Regions from separate parts of the Sus scrofa genome. Here region 2 is linked to region 1. The links are chromatin contacts, called in public HiChIP or PLAC-seq maps. All regions are on one chromosome and are shown on one strand. The core of a region is the stretch at or near the end of the contact, and the rest is flanking DNA. Distances in the headings are between cores, read along the strand shown. Region 1 has its middle 20 kb from the start of CD3E. Region 2 holds the start of UBE4A (ubiquitination factor E4A).

Region 1 (7,157 bases), core at 2,985-5,484:
CTTTTCTCCAAAGACAGGGAATCTTTGAGAAGAGCCTGTCCTTGCTAAATTTCCCCCAGGTTAGAACAATTACCTTGAGCTAGTGCTAAGCTATTGTTCCTCCCCAACCTCCACACTCATCAAACCTACCATAAAATAACGGCTTTTTTGAGTCCTTTCCTTAAGAGTCTCCCATGCCATGCAAAAGGTATATTAAATAAATGTGTAGGTTTTTCTCCTGTTAATCTGTCTTTGTCAGTCTTAATTTTCAGACCCAGACAGGGACCCTAAAAGGGTCCAGGAGAACTTTTTGCTGGGTTTCCCTGGTGGCTCAGTGGGTTGAGGATCTGGTGTTGTCATGGCTGTGGTTCAGGTTGCTGCTGTGTTGAGGGTTTGATCCCTGGTCTCAGGAACTTCTGCATGCCAGCAGCTAAGCAAAAAAAAAAAAAAAAAAAGTAACTCTCCTGTCCTATAGTCTGTTGTGGGAGTACAAGGGCAAGAATTACAGGGTACAGCTGTAGTTTGACAATTACCATGATAGACAGCTATGGGTTTGACCTGCGTATCTCAGGCAGAGTACAGAGAGTACCAGAATAGGTGGCACAAAAGAATGCTGACTTAAGATCCTGTGAATATGGAGTGCCTCAGAAATACTGGTGTTTCATGTGCCTTGTGAATATTTATTATTCACCTCTTCAGCCTGACCATCGATTCCTGCATCACCAGATACCTGCTTAATTCATTAAGGACTAACATGTCTCACTTCTGCACTCAATTTCTTCTATCCCCCTTATTTGTTTCCTTCTCTCATTTTTCCATAGCAGACCTGAGTGTTCTTAAATAGTACAGCAAACACACCTTACAGGGATTTACGAGCCAACACGAAGAGGCTCCCACCAGCTAATGGTGGGATAATTTGAGAATCAATAAGTATAGTTCTGGGGAGTTTCCCTCGTGGCACAGCAGAAACGAATCCGACTAGGAACCATGAGGTTGTGGGTTTGATCCGTGGCCTTGCTCGGTGGGTTAAGGATCCGGCATTGCCATGAGCTGTGGTGTAGGTCGCAGATGTGGCTTGGATTTGGTGTTGCCATGGCTGTGGTGTAGGCCGGCAGCTGTAGCTCTGATTCAACCCCTGGCCTTGGGAACCTCCATATGCTGTGGGTGCAGCTTGTAAAAGCCAAAAAAAAATTCTGTAATGTTTGAAAGTTACCAAATGTATTTATTGCCATGAGTTTATAATGACACTAAAAGAAAACACAGGAGTTCCCATCGTGATGCAGTGGTTAATGAATCTGACTAGGAACCATGAAGTTGCAGGTTCGATCCCTGGCCTTGCTCAGTGGGTCAAGGATCTGGCGTTGCCGTGAGCTGTGGTGTAGGTCGCAGAGGCGGCTCGATCCCACGTTGCTGTAGCTGTGGCGTAGGCCAGCGGCTACAGCTCCGATTTGACCCCTAGCCTGGGAACCTCCATATGCCACGAGAGTGGCCCTAGAAAAAGCAAAAAGACACACACACACACACACACACACACACACACAGTCTCTAAATGATAACCATTAGATGATGCTAGTGAACCAGCTTATGTTCAAAACTAGTCTTTCCTGTATGAACTCTCCCCCTGGGTAAATATTTAGTAGATGGGGAAGTTTCTCTTCCTAGAAGTAGCCTTGCTAATAAATGAAGCAGGAATGATAAAATTAGAACATCATCATTTTACAACACCTAATGAATGAATGGTTCTGGCCACTGAGACTTCAGGATTGCTAATATCACCAAAAAAAGACAACCACTTATTATGTACCTCTTGAAGGAAGAACATGATACCACCTGAGTTTGCTTGTTTACAAAAATTCAACCTTGAATCTGATTGACCTCAGTCAAATCTATAGCATGATGCTCAGGTGTGGTCAGCATCTAACGGCATCACTTGTTAGAAATGCACAATTTTAGGACTAGCCCCAGATCTGAAACAGAAACCCTGAAGGTGGGGCTTTGTGAGAACCCAAGGGAAGAACTTTGGATTTAAACACAGAATCCCCTGAAAGGGCTGTAGTCGTATTTTATTTATTTTTTAATTATCTTTTTTGGGGACTCATCTGTGGCATATGGGAATTCCCAGGCTAGGGGTTGATCAGAGCTACAGCTGCTGGCCTATGCCGCAGCCACAGCCACAGCCACAGCAGGTCCGAGCTGCATCTGTGACTACACCACAGCTCATGGCAACACCACATCCTTTAACCCACAGAGCAAGGCCAGGGATTGAACCTGCATCCTCATGGATACTAGTCAGGTTTTGTTTGTTTGTTTTGTCTTTTTGCCTTTTTTCTAGAGCAACACCTGCGGCCTATGGAGGTTCCCAGGCTAGGGGTCCAATCGGAGCTGCAGCCGCTGGCCTACGCCACAGCTACAGCAACGTGGGATCGAGCCGCCTCTGCGACCTACACCGCAGCTCACGGCAATGCTGGATCCTTAACCCACTGAGCAAGGCCAGGGAATCGAACCTGCAACCTCATGGTTCCTAGTCGGATTCGTTAACCTCTGCGCCACGATGGGAACTCCGTGGATACTAGTCAGGTTCTTAACCAGCTGAGTCACAATGCAAACTCCTCTACCATTTACTTTGTAGTGGGAGAGAGCAGAGCAGGATGGTTAGGCAAAGCACTTTGTATCATTTTCTCCATCTGTGAAAAAGAATAGAATTGAATAATACAATATGTTCAAATGATTTTCTTTTCTTTCTTTTTTTTTAAAGCCTTTACTTTTGTTTATTTATTTTTGCTTTTTTTTTTTTTTTTTTTTGTCTTTTTAGGGCTGCACTTGCAGCATATGGAGGTTCCCAGGTTAGGAGTCAAATCAGAGCTGTAGCAGCCGGCCTACACTGCAGCCACAGCAACACAGGATCTAAACCGTGTCTGTGACCTACACCACAGCTCATGACAACACCAGATCCTTAACCCACTGAGAGAGGCAAGGGACTGAACCTGCGTCTTCATGGATACTAGTCTGGTTCATTAACCACTGAGCCACGACAGGAGCTCCTCAAATGATTTTCAGAGAGCTTTGCAGATGCAAGTTTCTAGTATCAATTGTCTATGAAGTCCTTGAAGCCAGATATGAAATCCTCTAGTATGTCTTTAACACAAGGTGGGGCATATATCAAATGCTCTTTAAGTTTTTAGCCTCAGTTTTTGTATTCAATAAAATCATTATTTATTAAAATGAATGAATGAGTACATTCCAAATTCTAAGTTTCAGGCCCCTGGGTTGATTCATTCATTCAATAATTAAGACCTATAGTGAGTAAAAGTAGGAGACACATTCTGACAATTATTATTTAATATATTACACATATTCAGATAGAATCTATTACATATATTATAGATATATTTGCTCCCATCCTTTCATGAGGCTCCGAGGCTGAAAATAGTGGAAGGCGGAAGTGTAGATTTTTCAGTCATGGAGATGATCTTCACTTCGGTACAAAAGACGCCAAGTTAAAGCTGGGGCTCAGTTTTAGGTCTTCACCATCAGTGCTTCTTTGGGTTCCACCAGAGGGCGCTCCACACCGCATAGCTTCCCTGAGGTGTGGGACACATAGGAGCCTATCTGGTAGACATGCAGTCCCTCACTTAGCAAAAGCACATTGACCCTCTGCAATGTCACCAACAGTTATAGGTGCTGAGGATACAGAGACAAAAAGACCTGGACTCTGCCCTCAAGGGACTCAGAGTGGAGACAGACATGTACACAGGTAATGATGGCACAGAGCAACAAGGGCTATAATAAAGGTGTTACCAGGTGTAAGGAGCTATTAACATTGGCTCCAGGGGTCAGGGAAGCCTTCATAAAACGCAAGCTTAATTTTGAAAGGCAAATAAGAATTCATCAAGTGGACAAAGTAGACAAAATAGCAGAGATATATGCGAAGGTCAGAACACGCGTGTGATTCATTTGGCCTGGCTAAGAACAAGCTTCAAGGAGCCTGGAAAATGAGGAAGTACGGCTGCATCGTTGGTGGGGCCAGATTATGAAAGGCCTTATTCTGTGATGAGAGAAGAGCCCCTTAGTGTGTAATCCAGCTCAGGACTGTAAACTCTAGGAGGAGTTTTATACCCTGTCGTAGCTGTGCACAAAACAGTTCTTTAGTTTTCTGTCTTTGTGTTTTTTTGGCCACGCCCAAGGCATGTGGGAGTTCCCAGCCTAGGGTCAAACCTGCACCGCAGGCACAACCCCAGCTGCTGCAGTGACAATGCCAGATATTATTAACCCGCTGCATCACAAGGGAACACCTAGCTTTTTGTCTTCGAAAGGAACCTCAGGGAGCCTATACACACTTGACAAGATCATCACTGACCTGATTTTATACTCAATGTCATCTGGTGACTCATTTTCTCACATTTTTCAGATTTGATCCATGTGACTTTGTGTCTGAAAATCAAACTAGCTCTCAAAAGCATGAAGATCTGCCATCATGAGGAATCTCAAAAACATTGTGGTTCAGACTGTTAAGGCAGTTCCAGAAGAGTCATTTTAGAAACGTTTGAGATAACGCCAGCGTCGTTAGAATAAGCGCTTGCACTCAGGGAGGCAGCTCTCAACGATCATTTGTATCCTGTCTTTCTTTGAAAGCCTCATTTCCTCTGGTTAAAAGTAGTGTAGCTCAGCAAGACTGAAGACACTGGGACAGACTGGAAGAAAACCACAAGGTCGCTGAGAGTTTTTCCCTGTCTTCCGCTTTGCAAAGCTGGGGACGGACCTCCCCCCCAGGGGGCTGGGCGGGAGGGCTTTCCCTCTTCGGCTCTGAATCATCAGAGAAGACTCACATCCTGTTTGCCTGGACAAGCAGCGGGCTGCCTTTTCCACCCAGCAATGCTTCTGAGCCGACAAGTCCAACCTGCTCGCTGTTCCCTTGCAGGCATCAAGCCTGGATGGGGAGTGGAAGGGAGGGCGGAGAGGCTGCTGTGCCTTAGCTAACTCAGCACCTTCGCTTCTCAGTGTTCAGTGGCTCTATCATGAGAAAAAGTGGTCCTCAGCCCTTGCAGCAGCCGAGATATTCTGAGTAGGACTGAGTTTTGAGGATGAACCACTTTAAATCAGAACAGCAGGAGTTCCCGTCTTGGTGCAGTGGTTAACGAATCCGACTAGGAACCATGAGGTTGCTGGTTCGATCCCTGCCCTTGCTCAGTGGGTTAACGATCCGGCGTTGCAGTGAGCTGTGGTGTAGGTTGCAGACGCGGCTCGGTTCCTGCATTGCTGTGGCTCTGGTGTAGACTGGCAGCTACAGCTCTGATTCGACCCCTAGCTTGGGAACCTCCATATGCTTCCCTGGCCTCTATCAGTGGGCTGGAGATCTGGCGTTGCTGTGAGCTCTGGTGTAGTTCGAAGACGTAGCTCAGATCTGGCCTTGCTGTGGCTGTGGCGTAGGCCAGCAGCTGCAGCTCTGATTTGACCCTTAGCCTGGGAACCTCCGTATGCCTCCAGTGTGGCCCTAAAAAGCAAAGAAAAAAAAGAAGACTGGAGGGGTCCTGAGAGTGTCAAATAGGGTGACTCTACATTCTGATGTCCCTGGGAAAGCCCTAGTGTATGCCTGTTTTTCCAGTGTAAATATCAATAATGCCACTTTCACTCTCAACACTGTTCCAGTTCAGACAATAAATTGAATGGTCACCCACACCCATGTTTACTGAACACCTACACTGTGCTAAATACTGTATTTGATTCATAAGATAGGGTATTTTTTCTAAGAAGCTGATAAACTTAAAAAATATATATACATATATATATACATATATATTTTTTCCCTTTTTAGGCAACACCATGGCATGCAAAATTCCTGAGCCAGGGATTGAGCTCAAGCCACAACAGTGACACCAAATCCTTAACCACTAGGCCTCCAGGGAACTCCCTTTTTAAAGTGTATTTGATTTACAATATTGTTTTAGTTTCAGGTATACAGCACAGTGATTCTTTTTTTTTGTTTTTGGGGATTATATTCCATTATGTTTCTTATTAACTTATTAAGATATTGGGTATAATTCTCTATTCTGTACAGTAAATCTTCATTGCTTATCTATTTTGTGTATAGTAGTTCGTATTTGTTAGTTCCACACCCCTAATTTGTCCTTCCCCCTTCCCTCTTCCCTTTGGTAACCATAAGTTTATTCTCTATGTCTGTGAGTCTGTTTTGTTTTGTATATACATTCATTTGTATTGTTTTTTAGAATCCACAAATGAGTAATGTCATAATATTTGTCTTTCTTTGTCTGACTCATTTTACTTAGTGTGATAGTTTCTAGGTCTTATTTTACTTAGTATGCTAGTCTCTAGGTCCATCTCTGTTGCTGCAGATGTCATTATTTCATTCCTTTTTTTTCTTTTTGTGTTTTTTATGGCCACACTCACAGCATTTGGAAGTTCCCAGGCTAGGGGTCAAATTGGAGCTGCAGCTGCAGGCCTGTGCCATGGCCACAGCAACTCAGGATCTGAGCCTCGTCTGTAACTTACACCGCAGCTCATGGCAATGCTGGATCCTTGACCCACTGAGGGAGGCCAGGGGTTGTACCTAAATCCTCATGGATACTAGTTGGATTTGTTACAGCTATGCCGCAATGGGAACTCCCTGGATGTGATTTTAAATGAGATTTTCTTTTACTTTCTTTCTATTTCTTTATTACTGTGTAGAAATGCAAAAGACTTCTGTTTGTTAATCTTGTATCCTGCTACCTTGCTGAATTCATTTATTCTAACAGTTTTTGTGTAGAGACTCTCACATTTTCTATGCAGAATATCATGTAGTGATATTTACTTCTCTCTTCCAATTTAGATACTTTTAATTTCTTTTTCTTGTCTGATTGCTGTGTCTAGGACTTCTGATACTATGTTGGATAGAAGAAGTGAGAGTGGGCATCCTTATCTTGTTAGTGAATTTAGCAGGAAGGCTTCCAGCTTTTCACTATTGAGTATTATATTGGCTGTGGGTTTGTCATAAATGATCCTTATATTACTTTGATAAGAGTTATATTACTTTGATAAGAGTTTTTAGTAACCATCTCTGTTTCATTGAGCTGTTACAAATATTTGATAAAATTGTCACATCTAGGAGTTCCCATCGTTGGTGTAGCGGAAATGAATCCGACTAGGAACCATGAGGTTGCAGGTTCGATCCCTGGCCTCAC
Region 2 (7,157 bases), core at 1,610-4,109, 62 kb before region 1:
CCCAAATTAATATATATTGAATGACTCAATCTTACATGTTGTTACTCCTGACCTCCTTGTAATCAATAGCAACACCCATAATCCTACTTCGAGGTAAGGTTTTTACTATTTGTCTTGGGTTGCAGTGGAAAGTCAAGCATGTATAGTATAGAGAATGGAAATAAATCTCTGTTGTCATCTCTACTGTCTGTCTTTCTGAAAAACAAAAAGGTTTTGTCTGCCTCACTAAGCTCATCTTTCTCATATGTAATTCAAATCGGTACAAAAATTGTTTTCATAGATAAAGAGCTAACACTGTGCAACTACCTATATGAAACTTTTATAGGGAAAGGGAGGACTGGTCATTTGATGGGAATCTTTGTAGAAATGTCGGTTTATTTATTTATTGTCTTTCATTTTAGGGCTGCACCTGTAGCATATGGAGGTTCCCAGGCTAGGGGTCCAATCAGAGCTGTAGTTGCCGGCCTACGCCACAGCCACAGCAATGTCAGATCTGAGCTGTGTCTGCAACTCGTGTCTGCAACTTACACCACAGCTCACTGCAATGCTGGACCCCCAACTCACTGAGTGAGGCCAGGGATCAAACTTGCATCCTCCTGGGTGTTAGTCAGATTCATGCTGCTGAGCCAGGATGGGAACACCAGAGATGTCAGTTTAGATTTGTTCAATGACCTCATAAATTTAAAGAGTGCATAGATGTCATCACTCCAAAAGAAAGGTCTAATAAAATGGAAACTTAACATTTTGTTTAATATTCAATGTCACTGGTAATCTATAATCTCCCATTTTCAACTGCCATACAGAGATAAAGCATTATCCTGTTGCCAGCCTTTGGTATGACACAACTACCAGTCTTTCTTTCTTTTTATGGCCACACCCACAGCATATGGAAGTTCCCAGGCTAGGGGGTCAAATGGGAGTTGCAACTGCAGGCCTACTCCACAGCCACAGCAATGCCAGATCTGAGCTGCATCTGTGACCTACTGTGGCAACACTGGATTCTTCACCCATTGAGTGAGTCCAGGGATCGAACGCGATTTCTCACAGAGACTATGTCCAGTTCTTAATCTGCTGAGCCGCAATAGGAATTCTGTAACAACTACCAATCCTTTTTTTTTTTGGTTTTGCTTTTTGGGGCCACACCTGTGGCATATGGAAGTTCCTAGGCTAGCGGTCAACTTGGAGCTGCAGTAGCCAGCCTACGCCAGTCACAGCAATGGATACGAGCCGCATTTGGGAACTACACCACAGCTCATGGCAATGCCGGATCCCTAACTCACTGAGCAAGGCCAGGGATCAAACCTGAATCCTCATGGATACTAGTCGGGTTTGTTTCCCCTGAGCTACAATAGGAACTCCACAACTACCAACCTATAGAAGCTTTTGGATTTTATCTTTAAATATGTTCCTTTTTTGTGTGTCTTTTTCAGGGCCACACTCTCGGCATATGGAGGTTCCCAGGCTACGGCTCTTATCGGAGCTGTAGCTGCCAGCCTACGACACAGCCACAACAATGCCAGATCCTTAGCCCACTGAGGGAGGCCAGGGATCGAACCTGTGTCTTCGTGGATACTAGTCAGATTCGTTTCTGCTGAGCCATGACCGGAACTCCCTAAATCCGTCCTCTTTAAAAACATGTTTCCCTCTGATACATGTGCTCCAAGAGTCTGTAATAGCTGTCTAGCCCAGTCCTACAAAATCCTTTCACTCTCCCCTGATTCAATCTTTTGTTTATAAGCAATACTGCTATCCCTTAAGGGCCACTGACAGCTTTTAAAGAGATGAGCGCACGTTTTAACATCGGACTTGATATTGCTTTTAAACAGAAATACTCGGAATACTTCACAAAACTGGGATTCTCAAAATCAAACTTTATTAAATCATACTCCATAAGGTCTAAGTTTCCTGGTGAGGTCAAACCAAAAAAGGAATTAAAAAAATATTTCATCACATGTTCCCCCTCCAATTACCCTTTCAGGCCTCTACTGTGGAAACAGATCCTTTGGTCACATCAGTCACATCGGCAAGCTAGAAGGAGCTCATCAAGTAGCAAAGCAGACAGTACTCCCTCCTGGGGCCCATTTTATCTCAGAAGGGCTCCCATGTGAGACCAAAATGGTCCATGCGAGTGAGACTAAACATTTTCTTGTTCTGGAAGCAAAAAACTGATCCCAAGGAGAAGATCCATCAAAAATAAGCTCCTGAGCTCTAGTTACTCAATTTTGCAAGTGCCTTCTAAACCCAGCTGCTGAGGGAGCAAGAAGCAGAGTGCCAGCAGAGTTTTGAGAGGTGAAATGATTGCTTGCCTTAAGAAATGTCAATACCCTGCCATATGTATTCAACTGGTTTGATTACCAGCCTATGACACAGCCGTAGGCTGTGCTTAATTTCCTCTTCTTTGGCACTTGGCTATCTGTTGTCTACTTTTTATATTTTATCCCTCCAGGTTCCATAAGGTATTCGCAGCATGGAGGGAGACCCACCCACTGGGCGCACGTTCTAGAGAAAGAAAGTCAAAATTAATGCAAGGCCAAGATTCCTGGCTTTTCCAGGAAGAGAATGGCCAAGGGGGCCAGAGAGGCCAGAAGCTAGAGCACTGTAAGGGGTTCCCAAAACAGTCAGGGTCGAAGTTCATGGAGGAGAAAGCCAGTGGTCAGGAAAGCACAGGTAAAAAGAATTTGAAAGAGCTAACAGTGCAGAGGTTTGGACTGGCATTCGACTAGAAGGAAAAAATTCCTCTGCAGCCTCAAAGGTTCCCCTCCCCTCCAGCTATTTTGTCTCTTACCAGAGCCAGAAGGGCCAGCAGCGACGACACGACAGAGTCTCAGTGGCCGAAGGGTTCCCACTTCCGACTCAGCACCGCAACCGGAACTTACATCATGACTAGGCGCCGTGCCTTGAGGAATCTCGTCTAGGCGCCGGAAACTGGGTGTGTCGCTCTGCGTTGGGAGCGGGCGCGCAAACATCCCCACGACGCATGCGCTGGCTGGCTGGGGCGGAGCGGAAGTAGCCGGAAGTGGCGTTAGGGCGGTGTCCGGCGGGTAGTGGCAGGCTTATGGGTGAGCTGCAAGGCAGGTGTTTTGAAGCTTCACGGAGTATGAGACGGGTCTCCGAAATCCGTGTATGGGTGACAGATATGACTTGGTAAACCCTGGCTCTGCTCTAGGCCACTGTGGGCTTCTTTCTATTTTTCCCATTAGCCTTAGGCTTTTTTGAAGCAGCTTCTGTACTTTTTATAAATTATTATCTGTGAAGCAGTTAACAGTAGTAATAACAGTAACTGAAAGTTGTGAATTCTTTTTAGGTGCCAGGCAATGTGTTCTTGTAAAGTGGAGACGATATACATCCTCAAGGTTGCCTCGAGGTACACAAAGGCAAAGGAAGCGGCATATTTTTTAAGAGTGCAAATGAAAAGACAATTCAGGAGTTCCCGTCGTGGCGCAGTGGTTAACGAATCCGACTAGGAACCATGAGGTTGCGGCTTCGGTCCCTGCCCTTGCTCAGTGGGTTAAGGGTCCGGCGTTGCTGTGAGCTGTGGTGTAGGTCGCAGATACGGCGGATCCCGCGTTGCTGTGGCTCTGGTGTAGGCCGGCGGCTACAGCTCCGATTCGACCCCTAGCTTGGGAACCTCCATATGCCGTGAGAGCGGCCCAAGAAATAGCAAAAAAAGACAAAAAAAAAAAAAAAAAAAAGACAATTCATTGAGTGACAGAAATATTTGTAAATTACATATCTGATTAAGAAGTAACATCCAGATATATTTTAAAAAGTCTGTAACTCAACAACAACCAACACAAATGACTGGATTAAAGAATGGACAGTGGACTTGAATAAACATTTCTCTAAAGAAAACGTACAAAAAGGAGTTCCCCTCATGGCGCAGTGGAGACGAATCTGACTAGGAACCATGAGGCTGTGGGTTCGATCCCTGGCCTTGCTCACTGGGTTAAGGATCCTGCATTGCCATGAGCTGTGGGTGGTGTAGGTCACAGACATACTTAGAGCTCCAATCTCGTGTTGCTGTGGTGTTTCTATGGCTGTGGCTCCTATTGGACACCTAGCCTGGGAAACTGTATATGCCTGAGTGAGCCCTCCCCCCCCCCCAAAAAAAAAGAAAAAAGAAAATGTGCAAATGGCCAATAAGCACATGAAAAGATGCTCAATGTCAGTAGTCATTAGGGAAATGCAAATCAAAACCAGGACGAAATGTCACCTTACCCGTTAGGAAAGTGATTATGAAAAAAATGGAAAATAATTGTTGATGGGGCTGTAGAGAGATAGGAACCCTTCTGCATTGCTGATGGGAATATAAAATAGTGGGGCGCTTTGGGAAAACAGTCTGGTGACTCCTCAAAAAGTTAACAGAGGAGTTCTCTTCTGGTGTAGTGGGTTAAAGATCTGACATGTCACTGCAGCAGCTTGGCTTGATGCTTGGCACAGGTTCCATCCCTGGCCTGGGAATTTCAATGGGCCATGGGTGTGACCACCTCCCCCCCAAAAAAAGTTAAACAGATTACCACAACATGCAGCAGCAATTTCTTTTCTGGGTAAATACCCCAAAGAATTCAAAGCAGGGACTCAAACAAATACTTGTGCACCAATGTTCATAGCAACATTTGTAAGAAGCAAAAGGTAGAAACAACCCAAAATACCCATTGACAGATGGACAAAAAAAATGTGGTGTATACATACACATGATTATTATCAAGCCTTTAAAAGGAAGGAAATTCTGGTACATGCTACAACATGGATGAGCCTTGAAAACATTTTGATGAGTGAAATAAATGAGATACAAAAGGACAAAATACTGCATGAAGTGCACTTACATGTGGTATGTAGATAGGCAAATTTATAGAAACAAAACATAAAATAGAGGTTACCAGGGGTTGGGGAGTGGGAGGAATGTGAATTTATTGTTTAATGGGTGGAGAGTTTCTTCAGGATAAAGAAAAAGTTCTGGAAATGATAGTGCTGATGGCTGCACAACATTGTGAATGTACTTAATGCTACTGAACATTACAGTTGAAAATGGTTAAAATGGTAAGTTTTACTTTATGTATATTTTCACACCAACACACACCTATACATACACACATGTTGAGCAATCTTAGGGTGTCTCTTATATTCCAGCATTGTTCTAGTTCCTGAAGCTACAGTAGTGGGCATAAAATACAAGTCTTCCTGGATCTTATGGTCTGGTGAAAGTGGAGTGATAATAATGTGTACAAGATGGATTATTCAATAGATAGTTCTGGGAGTTCCTGCTGTGGTGCAGTGGGATCGACAGTGTCTCTGAAGTGGCAGGGACCCAGGTTTGATCCCTGGCCCTGTGCAGTGGGTTAAGGATCTGGCATTGCTGCAGCTGTGCCACAGGTTGCAGCTCCAGCTCAGGTTTGATCCCTGGCCCGGTGCAGTGGGTTAAGGATCTGGCATTGCTGCAACTGTGCCACAGGTTGCAGCTCCAGCTCAGATTTGATCCCTGGCCCAGGAACTCCATATGCCACAGGGTGGCCAAAAAAAGTTCTGAAATAAGTGGGTAGCTGTGTGGTTTTGATAGAGTTAGAGTAGGATAGTTACATAGGTAGTTGTAGAAGTCCCAATAGGGGACCATAGAGGGGTAAACCTAGTGAATTTTTGGAGACCACTGTAAGTTAATAATGGCTCAAGAAAGCCATCAGAATGAAGCAGGTTTACTTAACTATAAAACCACACATAAAAACTTGAGATGTTCCTCAGTTCATGAAGTGAAAGATAAAATGAGGCCTGCATTCAAGTTCAGAAAGATAATGATTTAGGACCAAGGACAGGAGTTTAAGGGAAAGATTCCAAAGCAGGAGATCATCATTATACAGAAACATGAGATGATTCAACATATTTTAGCATATGTTACCACCCTTCCGCTGATTTGAATAAACACCATGACAGTCCTAGTTTAATCTCATAGGGTCAAATATTCTCTTACCCAATATGAAGGAGCTAGTGATGTAAGCCTGAAATCTGCTCAAAGAATAAGGAAGAAGGTGGCTTTTCCCTCCTCCTCCACTTTCCTTGAAACATAAGAATTTTAGCACATCTAAATCACAGTGCCTCACCTGCCCACTTGCATCCCTCACAAGCATCTTATCAATAAATCTATTTCTTGCCTATCACTTTGTCTCGCTGAATTCTTTCTGTGCTAAGACACAAAGAACCTGAGCCTCAGTAAGTTCAGACACCAGGTGAATATTTCTAACTTTAAAAGCCATGGGTTCAAGTCTCAGTCTGGGTTTTGGCTGGGTTCATGTCAGATATGTCTTGGTTTCAGTTTAAAGTTAGTCAAGGAGTTCCCGCTATGGTGCAGTGGGCTAGGAATTCAACTGCAGTGGCCTAGGTTGCTGTGGAGGTGCAGTTCGATCCCTGGCCTTGGTGCAGTGTGTTAAAGGATCTGGCATTGCCAGATCTTTTTAGGATTATATACATTGGTTCAACCTCTATGAAGTGCAATTTGGCAATATTTAATAAAGTTACAAATGCAAATATATTTCTGCAAATACATGCAAATGCAATTCCATATATTTGTATTTGTTGCAAAGAATCTTAATGTTCAAAATGACATTGTTAGAACTAAAACTTTAAAAAACAAGGCATACATGAAATCTTTGTGACCTTGGGTTTGGCAAGGATTTCTCAGACATGACAGCAAAAGCACAATCCATAAAAGAAAAAAATGGGTCAAACAGATGAACAAAATTAAAAACTTTTGCACTTCAAAAGACAGTATTAAGAAAATGGAGGAGTTCCCGTCGTGGCTCAGTGGTTAACGTATCCGACTAAGAACCACGAGGTTGCAGGTTCGATCCCTGGCCTTGCTCAGTGGGTTAAGGATCCAGCATTGCTGAGAGCTGTGGTGTAGGTTGCAGGCATGGCTCGGATCCCATGTTGCTGTGGTTCTGGTGTGGGCCGGCGGCTACAGCTCTGATTGGACCCCTAGCCTGGGAACCTCCATATGCTGTGGAAGCGGCCCAAGAAATGGCAAAAAGACAAAAAAAAAAAAAAAAAAAAAAAAAAAAGGGAAATGGGAAGACAAGCCACAGACTGGTGGATACGCTTGCAAATCATGTATCTGATAAAGGACTTGTATTCAAAATAAATGAGAAGTCTTGCAATGCAAGAGTAAG

The links. HiChIP or PLAC-seq counts read pairs in DNA pulled down with a chosen protein or histone mark.
Region 2: a contact with region 1 is called in an H3K27ac HiChIP or PLAC-seq map of alveolar macrophages. The contact joins the promoter of UBE4A here to the enhancer-like site in region 1. A contact is called at or near these places in 1 of 5 promoter capture datasets (liver), 7 of 47 Hi-C or Micro-C datasets (blood, embryonic fibroblasts, epiblast stem cells and 1 more) and 1 of 2 datasets of contacts at active chromatin or transcription factors (alveolar macrophages).

The regions. Positions count from the first base shown.
Region 1 is chr9:45,595,973-45,603,129 of Sscrofa11.1, reverse strand. No RefSeq gene overlaps it. Among named protein-coding and RNA genes, the nearest start is that of CD3E, 20 kb to the left of the region's middle. Within about 2 kb of position 4,234, at least 34 of the 83 cell types and tissues checked have an H3K27ac peak or open chromatin away from gene starts, as enhancers often do. A contact at or near this core is called in alveolar macrophages and liver, where this site is marked.
Region 2 is chr9:45,656,792-45,663,948 of Sscrofa11.1, reverse strand. UBE4A (ubiquitination factor E4A) reads right to left here and starts at 2,859. Exons shown (of 20, transcript NM_001244872.1): 1 at 2,786-2,859.